2 separate regions of the Macaca mulatta genome follow, and region 1 is linked to region 2. A link is a contact called in public Hi-C data. All regions are on one chromosome and are shown on one strand. The core of a region is the stretch at or near the end of the contact, and the rest is flanking DNA. Distances in the headings are between cores, read along the strand shown.

What was found. Hi-C and Micro-C count contacts between places; a contact is called where the count stands out from the background.
Region 1: a Hi-C map of fetal cortex germinal zone shows a contact between it and region 2, with 2.2 times the contacts expected there. The contact joins the promoter of CERS5 here to the enhancer-like site in region 2. A contact is called at or near these places in 4 of 14 Hi-C or Micro-C datasets (cortical neurons, fetal cortex germinal zone, fetal cortical plate and 1 more).

The regions. Positions count from the first base shown.
Region 1 is chr11:57,340,975-57,346,449 of T2T-MMU8v2.0, forward strand. CERS5 (ceramide synthase 5) reads right to left here and starts at 2,247. Exons shown (of 10, transcript XM_077954172.1): 1 at 2,021-2,247. It overlaps LOC144332869 (a long non-coding RNA gene), which reads left to right. Exons shown (of 2, transcript XR_013401065.1): 2 at 412-757.
Region 2 is chr11:57,151,666-57,157,326 of T2T-MMU8v2.0, forward strand. It overlaps AQP6 (aquaporin 6), which reads left to right. Exons shown (of 7, transcript XM_077954162.1): 7 at 1-181. Among named protein-coding and RNA genes, the nearest start is that of AQP6, 11 kb to the left of the region's middle. Within about 2 kb of position 2,461, at least 4 of the 40 cell types and tissues checked have an H3K27ac peak or open chromatin away from gene starts, as enhancers often do. A contact at or near this core is called in fetal cortex germinal zone, where this site is marked.

The DNA.
Region 1 (5,475 bases), core at 997-3,496, 190 kb after region 2:
CCTCCTTTTTTTTTTTTGGCCCTCCTATACAGAGACTATGGAAGAGAGTACCTGGATCTAGTTTATTCCAAAGAGAGACAAGCAGTTTGTGCCTCCACTCCAGATTCCAGGATGACTAAATACAATGATTACACTTAACAGAACAAGGCCGGGTGCGGTGGCTCACGCTTGTAATCCCAGCACCTTGGGAGGCCGAGGTGGGCGGATCGTGAGGTCAGGAGATCGAGACCATCCTGGCCTATACCGTGAAACCCCGTCTCTACTAAAAATACAAAAAATTAGCCAGGCGTGGTGGCGGATGCCTGTAGTCTCAGCTACTCGGGAGGCTCAGACAGGAGAATGGCATGAACCCGGGAGGCGGAGCTTGCAGTGAGCCGAGATGGCACCACTGCACTCCAGCCTGGTCCACAGAGCGAGACTCGGCCTCAAGGGCCAAGGAAAGCCATTTAGATCTTTGGGTTTCATTTGCTTCACTTAAGCATCTTTTATTTTTGCACTTGAACGTCTGGCAGAGCATTTTGATGATGACACACAAATACTACGAATAAATGGACGAGTGACTAGCTAAATAGAACACAATATTTTGAAAGATTTGAGTCAAAAATAGTAGGCAAATCGAAGAAGCAATCCCAAACAGATGCTATCTTTCAGAAATTAACAGATTGTTTCACCTGCAGCATAGTCCCATCCCAGAAAGGGCATTCCTGCATTACAATCATTTATGCTTGGATAAAGGCAAAACGAACAGCTGTCCAAGAAACACCCTCATTACCTGAGGCCTATGGCAAAAACACGTCTCCTTTCTTGGAGTCTAAGTAGACTTGATCAAAATCACCCACAGCTATAAATTCACATTATAATATCACACACCAAAGCCTCAGTGAATATCTTGGACAAACAGATATGATCCATTCACTTAAAGGTGAAATCACATGGTTGAACAAAGTATATTGCAATTCTGCTAAACTCATTTAGAAGCTGGCTCAAGGCCGGGTGCGGTGGCTCACGCCTGTAATCCCAGCACTTTGGGAGGCAGAGGCGGGCGGATCACTTGAGGTCAGGAGTTAGAGACCAGCCGGGCCAACATGGCGAAACCCCTTCTCTACTAAAAATACAAAAATTAGCAGGGCGTGGTGGTGCGCGCCTGTAATCCCAGCTACTCGGGAGGCTGAGGAAGGAGAATCGCTTGAACTGGGGAGGCGGAGGTTGCGTTGAGCCGAGATCGTGCCATTGTACTCCAGCCTGGGCAACAAGAACGAAACTCCGTCTCAAAAAAAAAGAAGCTGGCTCAATATAGCTGTCCTCTGATAAGCCCTATGGCTCTCTATCCCTTCGAACACTCCTCCTTCCATTTCAGGCCCCAAGGCCTGTTCTGCAACTAATCTGACATCTTTCCATACTTTGGAAGCCTCGGGCTCCACCACACCCTATCCCCACCAGATTTCTACCCTCCTACCAACAAACGTGCATGAGTTGACATACCAAACCAACTCCCAAACTAATCCTGTTCCCCTCAGTTCTCAGAAACGCAAGCGTCCTAACGAATCTTAAAATTCTGATGAATCCATTCCTTTCCCTTGGAACGTCTGGCCCTTGGGTTGACTCCTCGGCTTCCATGGTCACAACTAGCTGCGGTTCTCCTGGGCCCTTCCTATCCCTCTCTTCGGGGCCTCTGCCAGAGTTCACACTGAACCTGTTTCCTCATCTGTAAGACCCTTGGAGGTTGGGAGGAGGCCTATATGACCGCCCCCGCCAAGCCAACTCCGGATCTAACATTGAAGGGACCCAGCATTCCCCTAGACCCCCACTCTTTCTCTTGCCCACGCCCCAAACTCCTTCTCCACCCAGGCTCCGCTACCACCTCGCCCACTCGCCTAGCATCACCCGCCGCGGCCCAAGCTCCCCTAGCCCCTGCTTCCGGGCTTTCCCTGCAGTTCTGCTTCCGGCCCTCGGTCCTTCCCACAGCGGGGCGCCCCTGCCCTCGCCCGGCCCCTCGAGCCGCTCGCTCGCGGGCTCTCACCTTTCGAAGAGCAGCCTCACGAAGAAGATGCCCGCCGCCAGCGGGAACACCGAGAGGATGTGCCGGCCGCGCGGGTAGCCGTAGCCGTCGGCCGGCCCCTCCAGATCAGCCCAGGTCACGTTCTGGGGTAGCCAGAAGCGCTCGCTCCACAGCCAGCCCCACAGCAAGCTTAGGGGTCCCTGCGCTGCTGTCGCCATCTTACGCCCACCCCGAGCCACCGCCGCCACAAGCGTCAGCTGCTGCCACAGCCAACGGAACCCGCGGGGAGGCGGCCCCAGGGCGGGGCCCGACCAGCGGCCACCCCCTTCCGGCCCCTTCTGAACACCGCCACGGATCCGCCCGCCTCCCCGGCAGAGCCGGGCCTCTTCACCGCCCATCTCTCCTCCCGACCCACTTCCCTCACCGCAACCCGGGAACCGCCTCCGGGGATCCACGCCCCTTCCCGAGCCTCTGACTCGCCCAGCCGGGTCCTGGGGCCACGCCCCGGGCGGTGCTGGGCCCACCCTCTTTTGCTGCTAGTCTTGGCCGCGCTTCTGCTCCTCACTCACTCCTCCATCCAGCCACGGCCACACCCCTTATTTCAGGCCTAGCTCCTTTACGGGGACATTCTCCTTTCTCAGCCTGTCAGAATCAAGTACGTTCCCGCTCCCACCCAGGCGGTATCTCTGTCTCCACTCCCGGAGGCCAGATCGATCTCTCAGGTCATGGCTTCTCTTGGATCTCTGCTGGTCCTGCCCACTACTGTCTGCCACCAGAGTTCTTTTTGCTCCCAACCTTTTCTTCCCTTCGTGCCCCATGACCTCAGCCTACTTTCACTGCTTTATCCCTTAAAAATTAGTCACTTTGGGCCGGGCGCGGTGGCTCAAGCCTGTAATCCCAGCACTTTGGGAGGCCGAGACGGGCGGATCACGAGGTCAGGGGATCAAGACCATCCTGGCTAACACGGCGAAACCCCGTCTCTACTAAAAATACAAAAAACTAGCCAGGCGAGGTGGCGGCGAGTGCCTGTAGTCCCAGCTACTCGGGAGGCTGAGGCAGGAGAATGGCGTGAACCCGGGAGGCGGAGCTTGCAGTGAGCCGAGATGGTGCCACTGCACTCCAGCCTGGGCGACAGAGCGAGACTCCGTCTCAAAAAAAAAAAAAAAAAAAAAAAAAAAAAAAAAAAAATTAGTCACTTTTCCTCGGAAAAGATGGACTTAACAGTTTACAAAAGGCCGGGCGCGGTGGCTCACGTCTGTAATCCCAGCACGTTCGGAGGCCAACGCAGGCGGATCACCTGAGGTCAGGAGTTTGAGACCACCTTGGCCAACATGGCAAAACCCCGTCTCTACTAAAAATACAAAAATTAGCCGGGCCTGGTGGCGCTGTGCCTGTAATTCCAGCTACTCGGAAAGCTGAGACAGGAGAATCGCTTGAACCTGGGAGGTTGCAGTGAGCCGAGGTTGCAGTGAGGTTTGCAGTGAGCCGAGATCGTGCCATTGCACTCCAGCCTGGGCGACAGACCAAAGACTCCGTCTCGAAGCAGTAATGAAAATAAAAGAACAGTTTACAAAAATCCTTTTATTCTTCTCTTGGGGAAAAGGAAACCGAAGAAAAACAACTCGAAAAGGGAGGCACTTGTCCGGGCGCGGTGGCTCACACCTGTAATCCCAGCACTTTGGGAGGCCGAGGCGGGCGGATCACGAGGTTAAGAGATCGAGACCATCCTGGCTAACACAGTGAAACCCGTCTCTATTAAAAATACACACACACACACACACACACACACACAAATTAGCCGGGCGTGGTGGCGGGCGTCTGTAGTCCCAGCTACTCGGGAGGCTGAGGCAGGAGAATGGCGTGAACACGGGAGGCGGAGCTTGCAGTGAGCAGAGATCACACCACTGCACTCCAGCCTGGGCAACAGAGCGAGACTCCATCTCAAAAAAAAAAAAAAAAAAAAAGGGAGGCACTCAAAAAATATTCCTAAAGGCAGGGCGGGTGCGGTGGCTCACGCCTGTAATCCCAACACTTTGGAAGGCCAAGGCGGGCGAATCACCTGAGGTCAGGAGTTTGAGACCAGCCTGGCCAAATTGGTGAAACCCCATCTGTACTAAAAACAAAAATTAGCCAGGCGTAGCGGTGCATGCCTGTAATCCTAGCTACTCGGGAGGCTGAGGCAGAGAATTGCTTGAACCCGGGAAGCTGAGGTCACAGTGAGCCGAGATCGTGCCATTGCTCTTCAGCCTAGGTGACAGAGCGTCTCAAAACAAAACAAAAACAAAAAAAGGCCGGGCGCAGTGGCTCACACCTGTAATCCCAACACTTTGGGAGGCCGAGGCAGGCGGATCAAGAGGTCAGGAGATCGAGAGCATCCTGGCCAACATGGTGAAACCTCATCTCTACTAAACATACAAAAAATTAGTCCGGCTTGGTGGTAGTCCCAGCCTGTAGTCCCAGCTACTTGGGAGGTTGAGGCAGGAGAATGGTGTGAACCCGGGAGGCGGAACTTGCAGTGAGCCGAGATCGCGCCATGGCACTCCAGTCTGGGCGACAGAGTGAGACTTCATCTCGAAAAAACAAACAAACAAACAAACAAACAAATCCTTTAAATTTAATTTGGCTGGTTTGTTTGCGTATTTTTTTGTGTGAAGGAGTCAGTATCACACCCAGGCTGGAGTGCAATGGTGCTATTTCTGCTCACTGCAACCTCCGCCTCTGGGTTCAAGAGATCCTCCCTTCTCAGCCTCCCGAGTAGCTGGGACTACGGACACGTGCCACCACACTGGAGTAATTTTTGCATTTTTTGATAGAGCCTGGGGTTTTCACCATGTTGGCCAGGCTGGTCTCAAACTCCTGACCTCAAGTGATCCACCTGTCGCAGCATCCCTGTTGGGAATGAAGTTTTTGGTGTCGCAAAAAAAACCCCAAAAACAAACAAACAAACAAAAAAAACAACAACAACACAGGAACAAATGATCTTTCAGCAAGGCAAGCTTTACTTTCTGCAGAAAGGGTGCTACTCAAAAGCTGTCCAGCCAGGAGAACACACAGAACAAAGGAGACAGAGTTATTTATAATCTGACTCATCTACCCTACTGCTGTGTCCATTTTCCATTGGCTGAATAGGACCTCACATTTTACACTTTACCTGATTGGCTATTAGTTTAAAACTTTTTTAATTGGGTAAGGGGAACAGAACAAAGAAAGTAAAGGAAGTTGCCCAGGGATCTTTAGGGAAGCATCTCCAAATAAGGAATGGCATGCACTATAGGCTGGGGCTTGTCTAGTTCTGTCCAGGCATGCCGGAGCAAGCTAGGACAGCTGATTTGGAAAACACACACACACACACACACATAGTGGGTAGCAATCTTATAGTAAGAAATTGTGACTTTTTATAATCTTCAAAAAAGAACTTTCCCATTTCTCACACTCACAAAGTGCTGGGACTACAGGCGTGAGCCACTCCGCCCAGC
Region 2 (5,661 bases), core at 1,211-3,710:
AAAGGCTGCTATAGATTTATTCTGCCCACAACTTGGGGGTCCTATCTGGATCTCGACTTCTCCAGCTGTAAAGTGGACACAATCCTCCTCCAGGGACTGCTGTGAAATCAAGAAATTGGAAAATACTTTTTGGAAGTTAAAATGCTAGAAAAACAACCCCAATAAATGATGATGATTGTTACTGTTACTGTAATTATTGGGTTTGAAGACAATTGCTGTTGGTAATGAGAGGGAGGAGGGGAAAAGACAGTAAGATGACTGAGGGAAGAGAGACTGGGTTTTCTCTCACATCATTGGATCTACTTAACCAAGGACCTGTCTCCTCTTCTCTGGGTCTGCTGACCTTGGTTGGGTCTTTGTGGGTGTGAGGGGCTGTGGGAGGGCCCTGGAATGAAGAGGCGAGCCAATAAAATCAGTTCTTATCTCTATGACGCCCATCACCACAGTACTCTAAGATGCAGCAGCCAAATTCATATAGAAGATGGGGGCCTGGCGGCCAGGCACGGTGGCTCACTCCTGTAATCCCAGCACTTTGGGAGGCTGGGGGGTGAGATCACGAGGTCAGGAGATAGAGACCATCCTGGCCAACATGGTGAAACCCTGTCCCTACTAAAATATAAAAAATTAGCCAGGCATGGTGGCACGTGACTGTAGTCCCAGCTACTTGGGAGGCTGAGGCAGGGGAATCACTTGAACCTGGAAGGCAGAGGTTTCAGTGAGCCGAGATCATGCCGCTGCACTCCAGCCTGGTGACAGAACAAGACTCTGTCTCACAAAAAAAAAAAAAAAAAAAAAAAAGATGGGTCCTGGCCTGGTGCAGTGGCTCCCACCTGTAATCCTAACACTTTGGGAGGCCAAAGTGGGAGGATTGCTTGAGGCCAGGAGTTCGAGACCAGCCTAGACAACATGGCAAAACCCTGCCTCTACAAAAAATTAAAAACAGCCAGGTGTGGCGGCTCACACCTGTAATCACCAACACGTTGGGTGGCCCAAGCAGGAGGATTGCTTAAAGCCAGGAGTTTGAGACCATCCTGGGCGGCATAGCGAAACTCCATCTCTATTATTTAAAATGAAAAATTAAACTATAATACAAACAAAAGATAGATCCTTTTTAATGATATCTCCTGAGGGACTGGGGATGGGGAAAAGGCTGCCTAAGTCTTCCAAGGGCAGCGTGACAGGCCCAGCCTGTGACCAGTGCAGTAGCTGAATCCCTGGTGCTCATGGCCCCCGTAGCTGTGCTCAGCATTCTGTAATATCAATGCAGATGCTACTCATATCTCTCCAAGCTGGGCCCCACTCATCCGTGTTCACAATCTCTCAGAGCCCAAGGCTGCCTATGTCCTTTTATGAGCAGGGAGAGCTGGGCGTCTGTATGTATGCATGTATGAGAGCGTATGTGTACACGGAGGACATGATTGACTTGCTCAAGGTCAGCCAGTTCAGGAGCACAAACACTTAAGGTCTCCCCACTCCCAGTTTAGAATCTTCCAAAACAGAGCTCCTGGGGGGCTCATATAAGCTGCAGCCCCAGGAAGGAAGGAAACAGGAACTGGAGGGTTGAAGGGGATGGGGGTGTGGAGCTCCTACCGTAGGCTCTTAAGCTCCTTGACAAATGATCACTGCTTTTTGTCCCCAGAGCCAAGCACACACTGGGTGCTCAATATAAGTTTGATGAATGAATAAGGCTGGGCAGTTGGGGAGGAGGGGAGGCAGTAATAGATCAAGAGGAGAAAATTTCAGGAGTTACAGTTCCAGATAAGCCAGTATGACAGCAGCTGAGAAGCCTATGCTTCCAGGTTTGGGCTGGGGAGAGGGTGCATCGCCAGATATTTGCTGTTCCACCCACAATTTCAGAGCAGGCTTCACAACGTCTGTCCCAGGAACTTACAGGTCAAAATATGAGGGGTTGCCTGAAGAGAAAGTCAAGGGGCTATTTTCACTAACAGTTCTTCAAAGCAGTTCTCTGTCAGGACAGAGCAGGAGGAAACAAGGTTCCTGAGAAGTGGGGAATTAGGTTAGCCTCTGAAGAGCATCCAAGGTTAGATGTGGAAATAAGTAACCAAAGGTTCGCTTCCCCTTCTCTGGAGCCCTTTAATAGGACAGCAGGCCATCTGTTTGAATGAGGGAAGGGCTGGCCTTTGGAGAGCTGAATCTCAGTGGCTCCAGCTGGGGGAAGCAGGCTTCATTGGCATAGCCCCTGGGCCTGGGTGGGGGCAGGGGACGTGGGGAGGACAGAGACCCAACCAGGCCAGCCCTTGGTGTGCATTCCCTTCCTCCTGTTTGTCACGGAAGTTTTTAATTAATGGTGTGTAATCTGATCTGACCCTTCTCCCTGCTGAGCACTGCCTTCAATCAGTGGAGCCATCTGCAATTGCAATTCATAATTCTCCCAAAAGGGAGGGGGACTCAGGCCGGGTGCCTTGGTGATTAATACAATTAGCCTTTTATGTTGATGATTGTCTTAGCAGGAGCAGATGATGCTGCGCTGGGAGTCTGGGCGGTCGCGTCCCGATTGGCTGGCGGGAAGCCCCTCTCCACTTCCCACCCCCACTGCTCATCTTCAACCTACTACCTCCAGATATAAAGAGGACAGGCCTCATCTGGGGCCATACTGTGCAAGGGGGAAAAGGCCAGGAAGGGGTCAGGCTCTGAGCCACATTTGGTCTCCTAGGACTGAAGGAATAGCAGAGTCACACCATGATCTGGGCGCTTTTACATTGAAAGAAAATAACTTTCACCTAAAGGATTGTGCAGACCAAAGTTAAAAAAAAAAAACAAAACTGCATAAACGTAGACTAGGGGTTAACAGAGTTTAAATATAGGCTCAGGCACTTAGCAGCTGTGTGAACTTGGGCAAGTTACTTAAGGATCCTGAGCCTCACTTTCCTCATCTGGAGGATGGAGTACAGTCAAAAGGGAGCTGGAAGAACTACATGAGATATGTGTGTGTTTCGCACCATGCCTGACGTGCAGTCAGATCTCAATCAGTGGTAGCTATTTTTACCACCATCATCATCGTGGTAGATTGCATTCTGTCTTCCATAAGTTCAGCTACTTCCCCTGCAGTTTCTAATGAAGCCTGGGCTATTACTAAAGAAGGGATCACATCCTTCCCATAACCCAGGCTTAGCGTGAGCTGAGGGGGGACTAGAGGAGAGAGTGTATGTGTGTATTTGGAGGAAAGGGGGAATGACAGAAGAAGGGTCAATAATTAAAACATCAGAATTAAACACAAGAAAGAGGCCGGGCTCTGTGGTTCACAACTGTAATCCCAGCACTTTGGGAGGCCAAGGTAGGTGGATCACTTGAGGTCAGGAGTTTGAGACCAGCCTGACCAACAAGGTGAAACCCCATCTCTACTAAAAATACAAAAATGAACCGGGCGTGGTGGCACACGCCTGTAATCCCAGCTACTTGGGAGGCTGAGGCAGGAGAATTGCCTGAACCTTGGAGGCAGAGGTTGCAGTGAGTTGAGATCATACCGCTGCACTCCAGCCTGGGCGACAGAGCAAGACTCAGTCTCAAAAAAAAAAAAAAAAAAAGGAGGAGAGTGAGAAATAAGGGCCTATCATAACGGAGAAGTGGAGCACTGAAGTGATCACACTGGGAGAGTTGGGAGACTCCGGGAATGGGGGTAAGAAGTCTGGCTGGAGTGGAAAAAAGGTGAAAAGAAGCAGAGCTTTGAAGATTTGGAATTTCACATGAAAGCTAAGTAAACAAAAAGGGAGCTGACATCAGAGCTGAGAGTTAAATGGGTAACACAGACCAAAATCACTGTGATCGATAATGAGGTCAAGTGATCTGAAATAAGCAGATCTGGGTTTTGATGGGAGACTCTACCAGGTCAGGGAAGGGGATCAACTCAGTCCCTCTGGCCCCACAGTGCTGTTTTCTGTGACCCGGAGCAACACCTGGGAGTGCAGGAAACAGACCCAAGGAGAAGAGAGCTCAATGCTTTATACTGAGAGGGATTTTAACCTACAGCTTAGTGCAGGCCCTCTCAATGTCAGAGAGGAAGATGGGGAGGGAAGAAGGGAGGGAAGAAGTTAAGGGCTAATCAAGATGAAGCATCCGGCCAAGCTGTGACCTCTCTGGGCAGCTGTGGCAGGGGGTCAGCTCAGCCAAGATCTGTAATCACTTCTCAGGGAGAGGCAGCTACACTACAGCGCAGTCACGTATTTAGCAAAAGCTGGGGAGGCAAAGCATGGTTAGTGAATGGGGTTTATGGGAGTGGGGAGTCCAATAGCACTAATTAATAGGCTGCAGTTAATTAGCGGAAAAGGGGGAAATGAAAAACAATGTTTCAGAGCTCTGATTAAAACCCATAAAGCGGCAGCTATTGCCAGAGCTGCAGGTGGAGGAGGCCAGAGACAGACGCAGGGGCAAATAACTCCCGCTCCACCCCCATGGACAGATGAAACAAGCTCCAGCCAGGCCAGGGTGTGGCAGGCCAGGTCTCACTAACGCAGGCCTCCATAACAACTGTTTCGGTACTCACTGAGTGGTTAAATATTAAAAGCTAAGAGAGGCAGTGCCCTTATACAAAGGCTGGAATATAACAAAAGGCCGCCAAGAGTTTTGCCTAGGTTGCTGGGAGTGGTGGCTCACGCCTGTAATCCCAACACTTTGGGAGCCCGAGGCGGGCGGATCACAAGGTCAGGAGATCGAGACCATCCTGGCTAACATGGTGAAACCCCATCTCTACTAAAAATACAAAAAATTAGCCAGGCATGGTGGCAAGCGCCTGTAATCCCAGTTACTTGGGAGGCTGAGGCAGGAGACTCGTTTGAACCCGGGAGGCAGAGGTTTCGGTTAGCTGAGATCGTACCACTGCACTCCAGGCTGGGCAACAAGAGCGAAACCCCGTCTCAAAAAGAAAAAAAAAGAGTTTTGCCTAGGCCTTTCCTAGGCCTTAAAGCATGACAAAATAACGAAGGAATTCTTAACAGGACCTGTTTAGGATTAAACAAGTTCATTGGGGGTCTGAAGGAACTCCCCAAACCTCCATGATTTAGCAGGAGAGAAGGGTAATCACCCCATCACCTGGACCCATTTAGATTAAGTAAATTTACTGAGGTTCCGGAAGAAGGTCTTCAGGACTCAGATCCCAGTTGTAGATTAAAAGAAGTTATGTCTTTAGATGAATGCACACTTACAGACAGACATCTAGCTTAGAAGGTATATAAGTTGTGGAAAATTTTGTAATTTTGAGTCGGTATGGTGACAATTTCCAGGCCTTCTCCCCGTAACCGGTTACAGAAAACTCCCTTCTCTCCCAGTTCACCTGCGTCTCATTATTGGGCCACGAAAATAAGCATCCCAACCCTGGGTTTGATCCGGGAACAAGGGCCCAGCCTGTAGTGAGGGAAGAGGCCAGGATGGCAGTTAGGGGCGTTTGGTTCTGAAGCAGCAGGCTGGAGGGGCTTTCTCTGTCTGGAAATACGCTCTGTCCCTCCCTAGCTGCCTGGCACAGCCCAAGTCCTAGCTCTCATGTCAGGACCTTAAAGCTCTGTGAGCTCCCCCAGCACTCTGCACCACCTCTATCCCGGCACTGAACACTTGACTTCATAGTTATTCGAACATCTGCCTCTAACAGGAATATCTCCTTAAACAAAATGATATGTTTAGTCTACTTCTAATTTCAGGGCAATATATTCC